Regions from separate parts of the Gossypium hirsutum genome. Here region 2 is linked to region 1. The links are chromatin contacts, called in public Hi-C maps. All regions are on one chromosome and are shown on one strand. Each heading gives the region's core, a stretch centred on a gene start, on an enhancer-like site or on the middle of the called end of the contact. The rest is flanking DNA. Distances are from core to core; before and after follow the strand shown.

Region 1 (6,777 bases), core at 1,729-4,228:
CTTACAGCTCATCCTGCATTCAAAGGGATAATCATTTTGATTAATGAGGCATCCAAAAACTATATATAGGCAAATGCAGAAAGGAAAAGAACTACTTACATGTACGTCTTTCTCAACACTGTCTTTGCTTGCGTCTGCTTTGCTATCGAAATCAGACTCACTTCCTTCACCATCATCACTACTACTATCACCATGATCATCATCCACCTGGATAATCCGTTAAACACAATGAAAACCAGAAAGATGGCAATCCAAGTAAAATTATATCATTAACAAGGCATGTTATAGACTTACATCAGAATCTGCGGAGTCATCCTTGGAGTCCTGAAGGTCATGTTACATCAGTTAGAAAGAGAGAACTGCAAACAAGGCAGAAGTATGACACTTGATAGTCAAGAATATACCTCCTCTTTCTTTTTCTCTGCCTCCTCAAATGCAGCCTTCTCGGCCTGCAAAAGCCAATCAAATCAACCACAAGCACAATCACCCCCAAAAATAAGGTCAACAAGAACAGTTTGAATACATAGATTGACATACATCCTTCTGCTTGCCCCATGTTTCTTCAGCTAGCTTTTTGGCATACTCAACATCATCAGCAACTAAGATATTATCAAACAATGTTCCAGATTTTACCTGACAAAAACCAAACATTTATCTTGTTATAGTTCTAAAATGGCATGGAATGATAATAGGATAGATGTAGAGAGAAAAAAAGTGATACCTGCCACAATTCAATACCAACATGCTTTAAGTTGGGGAAAACATAAAGATCAGGATCATCCTTGAAGTCTGTGAACCACATAAAAAACACAGTAATAAATCACTTGAAAAATTTTTAATTGATAAGAAAAGAAAAAAAACACTACACAGGAAATAGCGATGAACCTGGGTTGTCAATTTTTGGAGCCTTCCACTTGCCATTGTAGTTGGGGTTCTTGATTTTCTGCAGATAGAAAAAGAATTGTTACACATAAAATGTCAAATTAAATGCTGCAATTAGACAGGGATTTCACGAACCTTAGGCTTCCATGGGCCATTGTACTCTGGGTTGGGAATTGTTGAGGGTGTCCATTCACCATCTTCTTCATCATCCCAATCTTCTGGCTGGTGTAAATAATTTTAACCATTAACCTTTATTACAAATAAGGCATGCCCTTTTTATAATAGAAGCATTACTGAAGCATTAAATGACTACCTTCTTAGCATCAGGATCAGGGATTTCTTTTGGAATGTCATCATAACCCTATGGGAAATCAAAAACTAGAGGTTAGCTTGCATAAGCATAACAAAACCATGGAAGGGTTAAAATACGAAGGTTGTTACCTCTGGCTTCTTGTCTTCAGGATCAGGGATGAATTCCTTGTCATCCCAATCTTCAGGCTGCCATCATGCGAAGTTCTTAGTTGTATCAAATATTCATATGATAAAATAAAACCAAAAAGACATCAATTCTGACTAATACCTTCTTTGCACTGGGATCCTTGATTCTCTTCGGTGGGAGAAGATCCCAATCAGTGTACAAGCTACCAGTTCGTTTCCCAACATTATCAATAAGAATTTTGTAAGTAGCATCCGGATGCAGAATAAATGTGTAAACATGAGTAAGTTGGTCAGTCTCACATGGAACTTCCTTTTTCATCAAGTGGTTTGTCCCCTTGTAATGAAGAATAGCATGTACTTTCTTTGTGCTTCCACAGATATCAGGCCCAAACATAATGCTGCACCCAACCAACATTACAAAAAAATCAGTAAATCTGCAATAAAATCTTTTAGAGATACCAAGAGGTTAGATCATAAAGTAAAACCTGTATGGGGTGTCACCACCAAAATTCTTCTGGTCAATGTCACCACTGAGTAGTTTCATGTAACCACCACCACAGTCAAGCTGCTGCTCATGCTTGACAGAAAATTGGAAGACTAGAGTCTTGCCCTTGTTGTTAACTTCTGGGAACTTAGCCGAAATAGCATAGAACCTGTAGTCTTCACTAGTTTGAATACCTTTGTCATTAAGATTCCCACTCCATTTTCCAGAAGTGTAATTCCATTCCCCAGCCATGTTGTCATCTTTCTTCCAGTCAGATTTTACCCACCGACTTTCCCATCCATCTTTGGTTTAAAAACAATAGAAATGCAAAATCAGCCAGAAAAAGAAAAGGTCAAATTCTTCTGTTTGAAAACAGTGAAACGTACAATAAAAACATAAGCAGCTTCTCGTTTGTTAAAGGGAAAGCAAAATTTTAGTAACGCAGCCATGCATAGTACGTTAAGTAGTAGGAACACATTAGCTAGACTCTGATATCTACCCTGATTTAAAAGACCATAACATCTAATTAATTTTGCTAAGAACTAGTGTTTTCATTCTCAAGATATATCAAATAACAAAAAAATAACATAAACTAAAGCAGAATGATAATATTAATCATCATTTCATCCAATTATCCTCTACAGTTACAGAACAATTGAAACACAATACACAAATTCACACCCATTTCTCAAAGAATTCAAACACATTTCTAATAATTTATATATTTTTATAATTAGAGCCTTTTATGGAATCATATTACGTGTAGATCTACTCGACTCACTACATCTTTTAAACGAAATTAATCATTCGAGTAAAGGAACCATCGAAAACAGCCAGATCACCTACTTAACATTTAAAAATCACCGATCCATTCATTTACGTCAAGTTAAAATATCAAAACCTCTTAAATAAAAAAAAAGATTCAAACAAAAAAAAACAATCTAAAACGTTAAGATTCAATGCATGTAGATTGAGTATTAGAAAGCGGGGGGAAAATGAGTGAGAAAGAGTTTACCATCGAAACGCTCTTCGAAGAATACTTCAGCAGAGGCAATGACGAAGAAAGAGACAAGAATTAGAGAGATAAAATTAGGGATCCGTTTAGGAATCGCCATAGCTGAACTCCACGGAGCGAGAATGTAGAACTGCAGTGCACTGATAGTCTGATGGGTTGTTTTGGTACCGTTTATATAATACTCGTTGCGTTTCAATGGTTTTCTTCCTTTTTACTTTTTACTTTTTACGGCCCAGTTAAAACGAGGTATTATTATTTTCTGTAAATATGACGTGGACTGAAGTTAATGACTGAAGCCAATGGCTTGATGACATGTCATTCACAGGTGTCACTAAGTTGACGTGGCAAAAATTTATTGGCTAGGAATTTCACGTGACACGTAGGAGGATTTTGCCTTGTTAGGCTAGGAGTACGTTACGTCTCATTTCAGCGGAATTGTGTTACATGTGGCAAGCAGGCAATGATCCACAGAACTGTAGAGGCCGTCCACCTAGACGTTGGTTTGAGGCGTAGCAGCAGATTATTTACGTCTCTTAATTGGTCTCGTATTAGCGGTTGGGTTTCAGTTTTATCATCCCGAAACTTCCATTAAAATTTATGGCATCTATTGGTAAAAGAAAATTTGTAAATTTGTTTAGATATTTACGTTTTAGATAGATACTAAATGTGAATTTGAGTCTAGTAATATGAGAAAATAGCATAGAACTGTAATATAATATTTATTATGCATAAAAATCTTTTTTTTTTTAAAAAAACTTTCATCTCAAATCGATGTTTGAAAAATTAAATCTTAAATATTTTACTTGATATTTAAAAAATATTTTTATACAATATCTAAAAATTATTTATATCATAATTTAGTTCTTATTAACCTAATATTTTATATTTTTAAATGAAATTTAAATATAATAATGTAAATATATTATTTTTATAAAAGTAAAAAGAAAATTTATTTTAAATATAAGTTTTGATACTTATTTTATAAATTTCGATACGTTGCTTCTTTTGAAAGTTTTGTTAGATATCTTTAGAAGTTATCGGTACTTATAAATATAAAATTGATTTAAAAAGGTTTACAACATTTTGAAAGTTTATAATGTTAGGGCCCTTAGAAACATGATTATATGTTTTATAACATCTGAAAATATTTTAGATATTATCAAATTAAAATTTACAAATTTGATTAATGAAATTTAAGAATTATTTTAATATATCAAAACTAAAATAATTCTATCATTAGATATTCATTGAAAAATTCAATAGAGTAGTTAAATTTAAAATTTTTATTTGATTAATTTAAATTTAAATATAATTTAATTCAAGTTGACTATAAAAAATAAAAATCCAAATTTAAAAATTATTCTAACTCAAAATAACTAAAATAGGTAAAGTAATCCAACATTACTTGAACCAAGGAAAATCCAATTTTAAAATCTCAACCAACAAATTTCAATAAAAAAATTAATAATAACTTAAAAAATATAAAATTCTCAAAATTAAGTGGGGGTTTGATAAATTAAAATTCTAAATGTTAAAAAATTAAGCATTGAATTTGATAAGTGTTAAATTTATATTAAAAAATTATTTGATAAATTAGTAAATATAAGTACGGAATATAAATTATATTGATTGATAAAAGTAAATATTGATCTTTAAAATTTTATTTATTTATTTCTTAATTTTAATCTTATAAATTTAATATCTTATAATATTTTGGATAGTGCTGGATAAAAATAAATATGGTAATTTGAATATCTCTTTTTTTTAAATGACAATTTATTTTAATTTTTAATAAAATAAAACAAATGTAATATTTTATACATTTAATAATAAATAACTACTTATCTACTAATTTTATTCAACATTTGTTATTGAAAATTTTATATTATATAAAAATTAAAACAACTAAAAATTTTGAGTAATTTATGAAACACACCCTAACTTCAATGTATTTATTATAAAGATAAGAATAATGTCAGGGAGTAGCTGGAGTACTTGGGGTTTAAACGATAAAAATTGGATATTCAAATTTCAATGAAAAAAAAAAACATGAGTAAAAGTACTACAATTTATTTGAAGATATTAAAATTGGGTAACTAAAGGCAAGAGTTTAGATGAATTTGAAAAGCAAGCCTCCATGAGCTGCAAAGAAAGGAGCAAACACCAATGACTCAACCGCCATGAGCTTAATGAGGATGTTGAGCGATGGACCAGATGTGTCCTTGAGGGGATCCCCTATTGTGTCTCCTATCACTGCAGCCTTGTGGCAATCTGAACCCTTCGGACCAAGTGACTTTGCAGGCTCACTACCCCCTGCCTCTATATATTTCTTGGCATTATCCCATGCTCCTCCTGTGTTGGATGCTGAGATGGCTACCTGCACACCTGACACAAGTGAGCCAGCTAGAACACCAGCTAGTGTTTCGACTCCTAAGAAGGTTCCGACGATGAGTGGAGTAAGCATAACAAGTGCACCAGGTGGGATCATTGCCCTGAGTGAGGCATCAGTCGACATCTTTACACAGTTCTGTTAAGCATTGGCCTGCAATGCAACATATGGCCAGCAAGTCAGCAAGCAGACCAGCAGTGGAGCAGAACCGAATGCAGCAACTAGCTTAGGACCATTTTTTGTTCTTTTTGTTCCAATGTAACCAACTTTAGTTTGTTTGTAATTTGTAATCTAAGTTAGTAGGATTTTTGATGTAATGGATGTAATGGCTGATACATCAGCTTGCTTTAGTTTAAAATTTAACTTGTATTAGTTGATTATTAGCGGGAGTAGGTGAATCATTAGGTAATGGTCATTTGACTTGTTAACTTTGTATTTATTTTTCATTATCAATCAATGAAGATTGCTGCTGATTTTCATCCATGTTTTGTGCTCAAGTTCTTCTCATTTTGCTCTTGGTTTTTATTTAGTTCTTAAGCAAATAACCTGTTGCTGCCTTCTTTGTTCTAACAAGTTCGCATAGTCTGGTTTTGCCGTGCCTTCCATTAGTCCCGGAATTGAATTGAATTGCCGATGAACCTCTTCGACCATTTTGAGAGCCGCACTTCCAACGCTCTTCATTGTCATGGCTGAAAACCAGTAGGGTAGCATGGCTCCAACTATTAAGCCAATGAAAACCTTTGGTGTCAATACGTCAACTGACTTGATGCCTGCTCGGCTAACATAGGCACCGAATAGAGCAAGAGATACGAGTGCAGCTGAGCCGATCGCAAAACCCTGAAATTTAACAGTAGAAACATGCAAAAATACTCAAGGACCAACAACCAATTTGAAGAATAAAGATCATGGAATCAACATAAGCCGCTCACCTTGCCAATAGCTGCGGTGGTGTTTCCTGCGGCATCTAAAGCATCGGTCCTTTCACGTATCTTGTGGCTCATTCCAGCCATTTCAGCAATACCACCGGCATTGTCACTAATGGGACCATAAGCATCGATTGCAAGACCGGTGGATATAGTACTAAGCATCCCTAAAGCGGCCACAGCAATTTCATACATTGCAGCCAGGCTAAAACTCACATAAATAGAAATCGAAATGGCAAATATGGGAATGATGACAGATTTGTATCCCAGGGCCAACCCGAATATCACATTCGTTGCAGCGCCTGTCCTGCAAGAATCTGCCACATCCTGCACTGGACTACAAGTATTTGAAGAGGCAGTAAGCATCAAAGATGGGCATATCAAAGGAATTGATGAGTAACATCTTAATGTCCTTACCTGTAAGCATTGCTAGTGTAATATTCTGTAATGTATCCGATCACAAGTCCAGCCCACAAGCCAATAGAAACACAGAAGAAAAGGTGCCTGCATGGTACATAAATTGATAAAAGCTGACCGGAACCTTCAAATGAAGAGAAAACAGTTTACAGTTTGCTTACCAATTCTTCACTTCCTTCTCATTTCCGAAATCGAAGAGAATGAACTCTGATGGCAATGCAAAGAAGCT
Region 2 (6,777 bases), core at 1,341-3,840, 770 kb after region 1:
TGATTTTATGAAAAGAGCATCAATAGTTGTCTTGGAGGAGAGAGAAAAAAAATTAGGATTTGATTACGAGTCATTAAGGTAAGAATGGTAAGTTTGTTCATAAAATTCATGTTAGTTTCATTTAAATAGCATAGATATATTATTTGATTATGATTCTAACAAGTAAATCTTATATGTTTTTATATGGAAATAAAAAATAAAGAATAAAAAAAAAAAGAGAAGAAAAGTGAAGGATTGATTGAAGAAAAAGGAAAGGCAATGGTTAAGGAGTAAAGAAAGAAAAAAAGATTTTATCCAAACTAACATGAATGATTTAATTTTAATTTAGGTATAGATTATGTTAAATTAGTTAATTTAATTAAAATATGGTAATATTATGTGCGTAAATCTTTAATAAATAGTGATGAATATAGTTGAATTTTGATTATATGAAAAATTGATTTAACATACTGAAATAATAGTAAAAAAAAAACTAAATTGTGTAGTGTACAAATTTGTTATGACAACTGAAAATTTAATAAATTGGATTGTGAATGAAGTGTAAAAAATAAATGAATGTGTGAAAAATCAAAGTGTGATTGAATTACGAAGTATAATGAATTTCATGACAATAAGAACTAAATTGTAGAAAGTGTAAGTTTAAGTGATTTTCATTTGATAGAGTGTATATAAAGGAATAATTGTATAAAAGCCCATATAGACGAAATGATAACTAATAGGATATGAATGGCATACCATTAGGAAGTCTATGCGTGCAAATGAAATGTGGCACTTCAATGCGATGAAAAGTAGCACTTAGGTGCAATACTGTGATTGTTTCGTATATCCTCTATGTTATGTTTAGTCTACAATGGGCTATATCAATGAAATATGGTAAGAGAAAATTGTCAATGGATCCGGTATGTGATTCACGTCTTGCGAAATGATTCTTATTTATTAGTATTAGTTTTATGAAATTATACATATTCTAATGTTAGCTAAATCTTAAATAGAAAGTTTAATTCTTGTAATACTTACTAAGTTGTCATAAGCTTAACACGTTACTTTCCAATACGTAGGTAAAGATTAGACTTGAAGTTCTAAAGTGGAGGATCGACATCAACTATGATATGTCCATAGGTAAAGTTAATTTGTGAATATAAGCCTTTTGTTGAACTTAATTGTAGAACTTGAAACTCTTTGTTAACATTATAAACTTAGCCTTTTTGAATGAGTTTATGATGAATTATGTGTTCTTGAGATTGGAATTGAACTTATATGAATGGAATGTTGATTGAATTGGTAGAAATTTGATATTTGAATAGGGTTATAGGTGATGAAATTTGAAGAAATGGAAAAATTTTAAAAATAGAATGCACGTCACGACATCAAGATTACCACGTCTCGATGACATAAGTCAATATGTGACGTCGCAGCATCGAGGGTTCCACGTTGTTGTGTTTGACTATTAAAAGAGCTATTAGAAGCTCGTATAAAATTTAGACATGTGTTTGAATTATATTAGAAATGTTTAATGACCCCAATAACTTGAATGAATTGATGAAATGAATTTAATTTAATTATCATTGCTTCAACAACAAATGTAGCCTTTTGATATCTTGACCCGACGATCGGGTCAAGTATGGGGGAGTTATAAAAAAAATGTCATACTCTAGTACTAAATGATATATTATTAAGTCATAAAGAAATAAAAATAAAATATTGTGATATATTATTTTATTAATAAAAATATAATTTGAAATAACTATAAATTATTTTTAATTATTTCATAAATATTATAAACTAATATCATTATAAAGAACAAAAGAGAATAGTAGAAAAAAGAAAGAATAATTCAACTTCCACTTGGATAAAATAATTCCATATGGATGGTTCTTCTAAGACATCTAAATACATGTTTAATTTCATACAATGTCTCTGTGTTTGAGAAGAATTTAAATTTTGTTAACAAGTTCACTATGAATGTTATATCAGGTCGTGTGTTGTTTCAAGATACACTAATGCCTTATAAGTCTATAACTTTTAAATATGGTACTTCATGACCAAAAAATTCTTCATCATTTTCATCAAGACGAAATGAGTCTTTATTCCCATATAGTGATTTTACAACTATTGAGGTATTCAATGAATATGATTTATCCAAGTAAAATTTCTTTAAGATTTTTTTTATATAAGTTGACTGATGGATATGAATTTCATCATTTAAATACTCAATGTATAGGCCGAAACAAAATTTTGTTTTTATAATATCTTTCATCTCAATTTTTTTAAAATTAATTTTTTATATTTTAAAAATAATATTTAAATCCTCAAGGTAAACAACAATTATCTTTTATTTATATATATATATTATATTAAAAGAAGAAAAATTAAAAATTAATTATTTTTCTATTGAAAAGAGATAAAATTAGGTGTAACCATAATTTCATACAATACTTCCTTTTATATTAACGGTGAGGAAACACTTATTATGGAGTATTTACCAAATTTTACTCCAATTATCATTATCTATTTTTAGTGGGCCCCTGTCACTAGTTTAATGTCACTAAGACCCATACAAATGCATTGGATAAAGCACCAATTATTGGCAACCAAATAAATAATCAGCAGAAGACGAAGCTTCATCTCCACCACTACTTATAGTATAAACACCATCCAACCATTTTCAGTGCACTACAAGGACAACTAGCCCAACAAATCAAAGGTCTGTTTTAATTACATCAAGGATGATTTAGTCCACCAAAAAAAACCCAAACAATTTAATCCTGAAAAGCTCCTTTCCAGGAGCCAGTTACCGCCACTCAAACAGAAAACTGAGTTTGTGCTATGGCCGTGAGACTATTGTCAACTCCAACTGCTCTATCTGATCCAACAAAGCTCTCCTTCTTCTCATCACCCAAACCCATCTCAACAGCAACCTCCTTCTTTCAATGGAGATCCAAGTGCAGAATTTTTACAAGGAAAATGGTGGTAAAGGCATGTGTTAAGGTGGAAGAAAAGAATGTGAAAGAAACTAGTAAACAAGAGTGGGGCAAGGTGACAGCTGTACTTTTTGACATGGATGGAGTGTTGTGCAATAGTGAGAACCCTTCTAGAAAGGCTGCTGTTGATGTTTTTGCAGAGATGGGTGTCCAAGTCATTGCGGAGGACTTTGCTCCTTTCACTGGAATGGGTAAAATTTTAGTTTGATCCCTTGATATTTATTTTAAGTTTCTCCTGTTATGGATAGTCTTCCATAAATTTGAGTGATTCGGAAAAGTATGAATTTTGAGGAATGTAGGTGATTAATTGTATGGTGCTGATTAAGAAGTAAATGTGTTTCAAAGAGTTCTTCATAAATATGTAAATCTGCGACAAATAGTTCTTCTGATTTATTGTCAATTAATTTTGATGTCATGAAGAGCTGTTAACTTTACCTGCATATTTCTACTTCACTGATATACCAGGTGAAGCAAACTTTTTAGGAGGCGTTGCTTCTGTTAAGGGTGTTAAAGAATTTAACACTGAGGCAGCAAAAAAGAGATTCTTTGAGATATATCTTGATAAGGTAATCAGCACTTAGTTTTTATATGGAGAGTTATTCTTTCTTCTTATGAAAGGACAATCATACAATGCCCATTTTTAGTGTTTTTCAGTGAACAAATTTTCACACAAAAAGTTCTTTCCTTCTTGTAGTATGCAAAACCTAATTCTGGAATAGGATTTCCAGGTGCTTTTGAGCTCATTAATGAGGTACGTAAGCCAATTGTCACTGGAGAGATAATGATGTCACCTCAGGTTTATGATCATATGATGGAATATTCTGTGTGACAGTGTAAAAACAAAGGCCTAAAAGTGGCTGTTGCATCCAGTGCTGATCGTGTCAAGGTAGATGCTAACTTAGCTGCTGCTGGATTGCCCTTATCAATGTAAGCCAACTGCCAACCTAATATAGTTGTTTGGATGAATATATTGGTTGTATATTTACATTTTTAGCTTTGCAGCATCAATCTGTTTTTTTTTTTTCTTGTTCTTATTATGGTTCTAGCCTTTATATATCAGGTTCGATGCTATTGTGTCAGCAGATGCTTTTGAGAATCTGAAACCTGCTCCAGATATTTTCTTAGCTGCATCAAAGATATTAGACGTTTCCCCTGATGAGGTATATCTAGTTCTCTCCCCTCTACCAATTGCAACTATTTTCTTCCCTTTTCATTGACCAAAGTTACGCTGCATGAGAATGGTGATATTGCAGCATTTATTTTTCTTTGCAATTTTTATTGGAATTTATGTGAAATAGAAAATGTATTTTTCTTCTTTGTGTGCCAAAAAGTATTAAAAACTTACTGATTTTGCCATGTCTCATGCACCTAACATACTTCCCATTTCTCTTGTGGGTGGTGTACACTGTCTGTTAGCTGAACTTTGATAGCTTTATGACTTGCTTGGAGAATTTTATATTCTTGTTACAATAATACTGCAGAGCTTCTGTTTTTAAAATTCTTCGTTTCCTAAAGTTCCATTGTAATTCTTCTGCTGGGAAATATGACCTCTACCTATATTTGCCAGTGTCTTGTTATTGAAGATGCTTTGGCTGGAGTACAGGCTGCTAATGCAGCAAAAATGAGGTAAGTGATCTATATTCATGTTTGTTTCTATTTACTTTGCTCTTTACTTCCTTCTTTATTTTCTTTTCACACTTTCAACTTGGGAGAAGAATATGATTTGCTTACATGATTAATATGTTGTATCAAAATCACCTGCTTTTCCCTTTTTTTAACATATAGATTAATGTTTAGGTTGTGCTTGTTTACCATTTGCTTCTCTCGTCATACAGAAATGGAGTAACTTTATAGTAATTCTAATCATTCTCCACTGCCTGCAGATGCATAGCTGTGACAACTACATTGACAGAAGAGACTCTAAAACCTGCTGGTCCATCAATTATCAGAAATGATATTGGAAGTGTTTCACTTGATGATATTCTCAGTGGTGGCTCAGGTGGTTATAGTCTGTTGTCCTGAGAATATGGTGCAAATGTCATTTTGTACCATTAACATTGTAAAATGATGATGCTTTTTAGCATTCTTTTTGTTTTTTTTATGGAAGCACATGATACATTCGCTGTTGTAATTTGTCTCCTATGTAGTGGAAAATTTTCAATTCTATTGATAAAGTCCATCCTTGTGCACCAACAAGCTAATACTACTAAATTTTGATCTTGAATTTGATGAAATAATGAGAAAAACAATCACCTTTAAACTAAGCAGCATTGGGTATCCCTGAAGCCATTCTTTTCCCGATTGATCACTAAGGCTTGTAGATTTGGCATATAAAGTTCTAATAAATAAATATCATTGCAGATGAGATGGTGCAGAATATGCGGTTTCTGCAAGTTACTGAACAAAATCCATCAAGGATTCTCAATGAAAGAACTCGAAATGGATCAACCCCTGGTGTGGATGTTCCTAGCAATGAGGTCTTCTCCCTTCAGGGGTAAGATATGACCCATATGTGTTCAAAACTCTAGACTTACATTGTCTCTTATCAATTAAAATTTTAAAATTTTCTTCCTCCTCAATTTCTTTTAGTTTGCTTAAAATCTCAGCATGCTGCTTTAAGATGTATATTGCTTTATAGATGAAAATATTTTCTTTATCAATTTTGGGTGCCTCTTCAAAATCTAGTAAGTATTCAACTCAAGCCATGTAATGTCTGTAATTAGCTTACAATTTTTAACATACAAGAAAAGTTTCAGCCATCAGCATAAAATTTTATCACTGAATTTCTGTTATCATAAGCATAGGAGTTAATGAAACTACTTCATCTTGAGGTTGCAGAAATAATTTATGGACAGGTTGCAGGGTTCTAGGCGAGACATATTGAGATATGGAAGTTTGGGCATTGCTTTATCTTGTCTCTACTTTGCTGTTTCAAACTGGAAGGTATAACTGACTTAGTTGAACAAGGATGCTGGAGACTGCATCTTGTTGAAATTGTTGTAGACTGCAAGCATTATAACCATATGACTGCCTAGGAATGGCATTATAATCCTTGTGTTTGTTTTTTTTTTTGTTATTGTATGATATATGTGTGTGCAATGGCTCTGACTCTTCTCACAGGCAATGCAATATGCATCACCGAAAGCTATTTGGAATATGTTGTTTGCAGCCAAGAACCCATTTTTTGGACCCACTGAAGGTAAAGTATGTGTTAATTGTCATGGAATTCTTTTTAGTGCTAGTGTCATATTCTTGTGCTTCTAGTTTTATATTTGCTCAATATGTTCTATGAGAAGCATTAAATGGCCTTATCTTACATATGTTAAATCTTAGGTTTCTCGGGGTATCATAAGTTCTATATGATAAGTGTTATGTGGCATTATCTTTCATTTGTTGTTACCCCATATGAGGTTGTCTATGTGTAGGCCTTCGTTCAGCTACATGTGAGGATAATGTTGTTATGTGGTGATATCTCACATATTTTAAGTCTAGGGTTTCTTGTGGTATTATGTTCAAATTGGGCCCTCCACTTAACCAATTGATTTTAGTTAACAAGATAATTTGCTCAAGTTATTTTTAAGCCATAGTCTCAAACTAACTGCCATTTGATTGGTTATAGATGAATCGCATTCTGCAAGGATTCAACAATTTGTGAACTATATATCTGATCTCGAATCCAGGTAAGAAGTTTCTTTCTCCACTGTTAATAATGCATCCTTATCATTTATTTCATTCACTTTTATTCATCCTCTTTTCTTTAAATGCCTTTCGTATATTTTATGCTTAATCTGTTTAA

What was found. A called contact is a pair of places that touch in the nucleus more often than the background predicts.
Region 2: a contact with region 1 is called in a Hi-C map of leaf, with 4 times the contacts expected there. The contact joins the promoter of LOC107903827 here to the promoter of LOC107939081 in region 1. A contact is called at or near these places in 3 of 34 Hi-C or Micro-C datasets (callus and leaf).

Annotation. Positions count from the first base shown.
Region 1 is chrA13:79,205,986-79,212,762 of Gossypium_hirsutum_v2.1, forward strand. LOC107939081 (calreticulin) reads right to left here and starts at 2,979. Exons shown (of 13, transcript XM_016872364.2): 1 at 2,820-2,979; 2 at 1,806-2,106; 3 at 1,463-1,718; 4 at 1,324-1,380; 5 at 1,196-1,243; 6 at 1,018-1,104; 7 at 886-943; 8 at 722-789; 9 at 538-633; 10 at 405-449; 11 at 295-324; 12 at 100-207; 13 at 1-13. The coding sequence starts at 2,919. The coding sequence ends at 2. It also overlaps the pseudogene LOC107939084.
Region 2 is chrA13:79,972,182-79,978,958 of Gossypium_hirsutum_v2.1, forward strand. LOC107903827 (protein SUPPRESSOR OF QUENCHING 1, chloroplastic) reads left to right here and starts at 2,591. Exons shown (of 28, transcript XM_016829998.2): 1 at 2,591-3,172; 2 at 3,447-3,547; 3 at 3,676-3,732; 4 at 3,814-3,908; 5 at 4,042-4,141; 6 at 4,549-4,607; 7 at 4,865-4,980; 8 at 5,343-5,475; 9 at 5,837-5,924; 10 at 6,102-6,180; 11 at 6,601-6,661. The coding sequence starts at 2,827.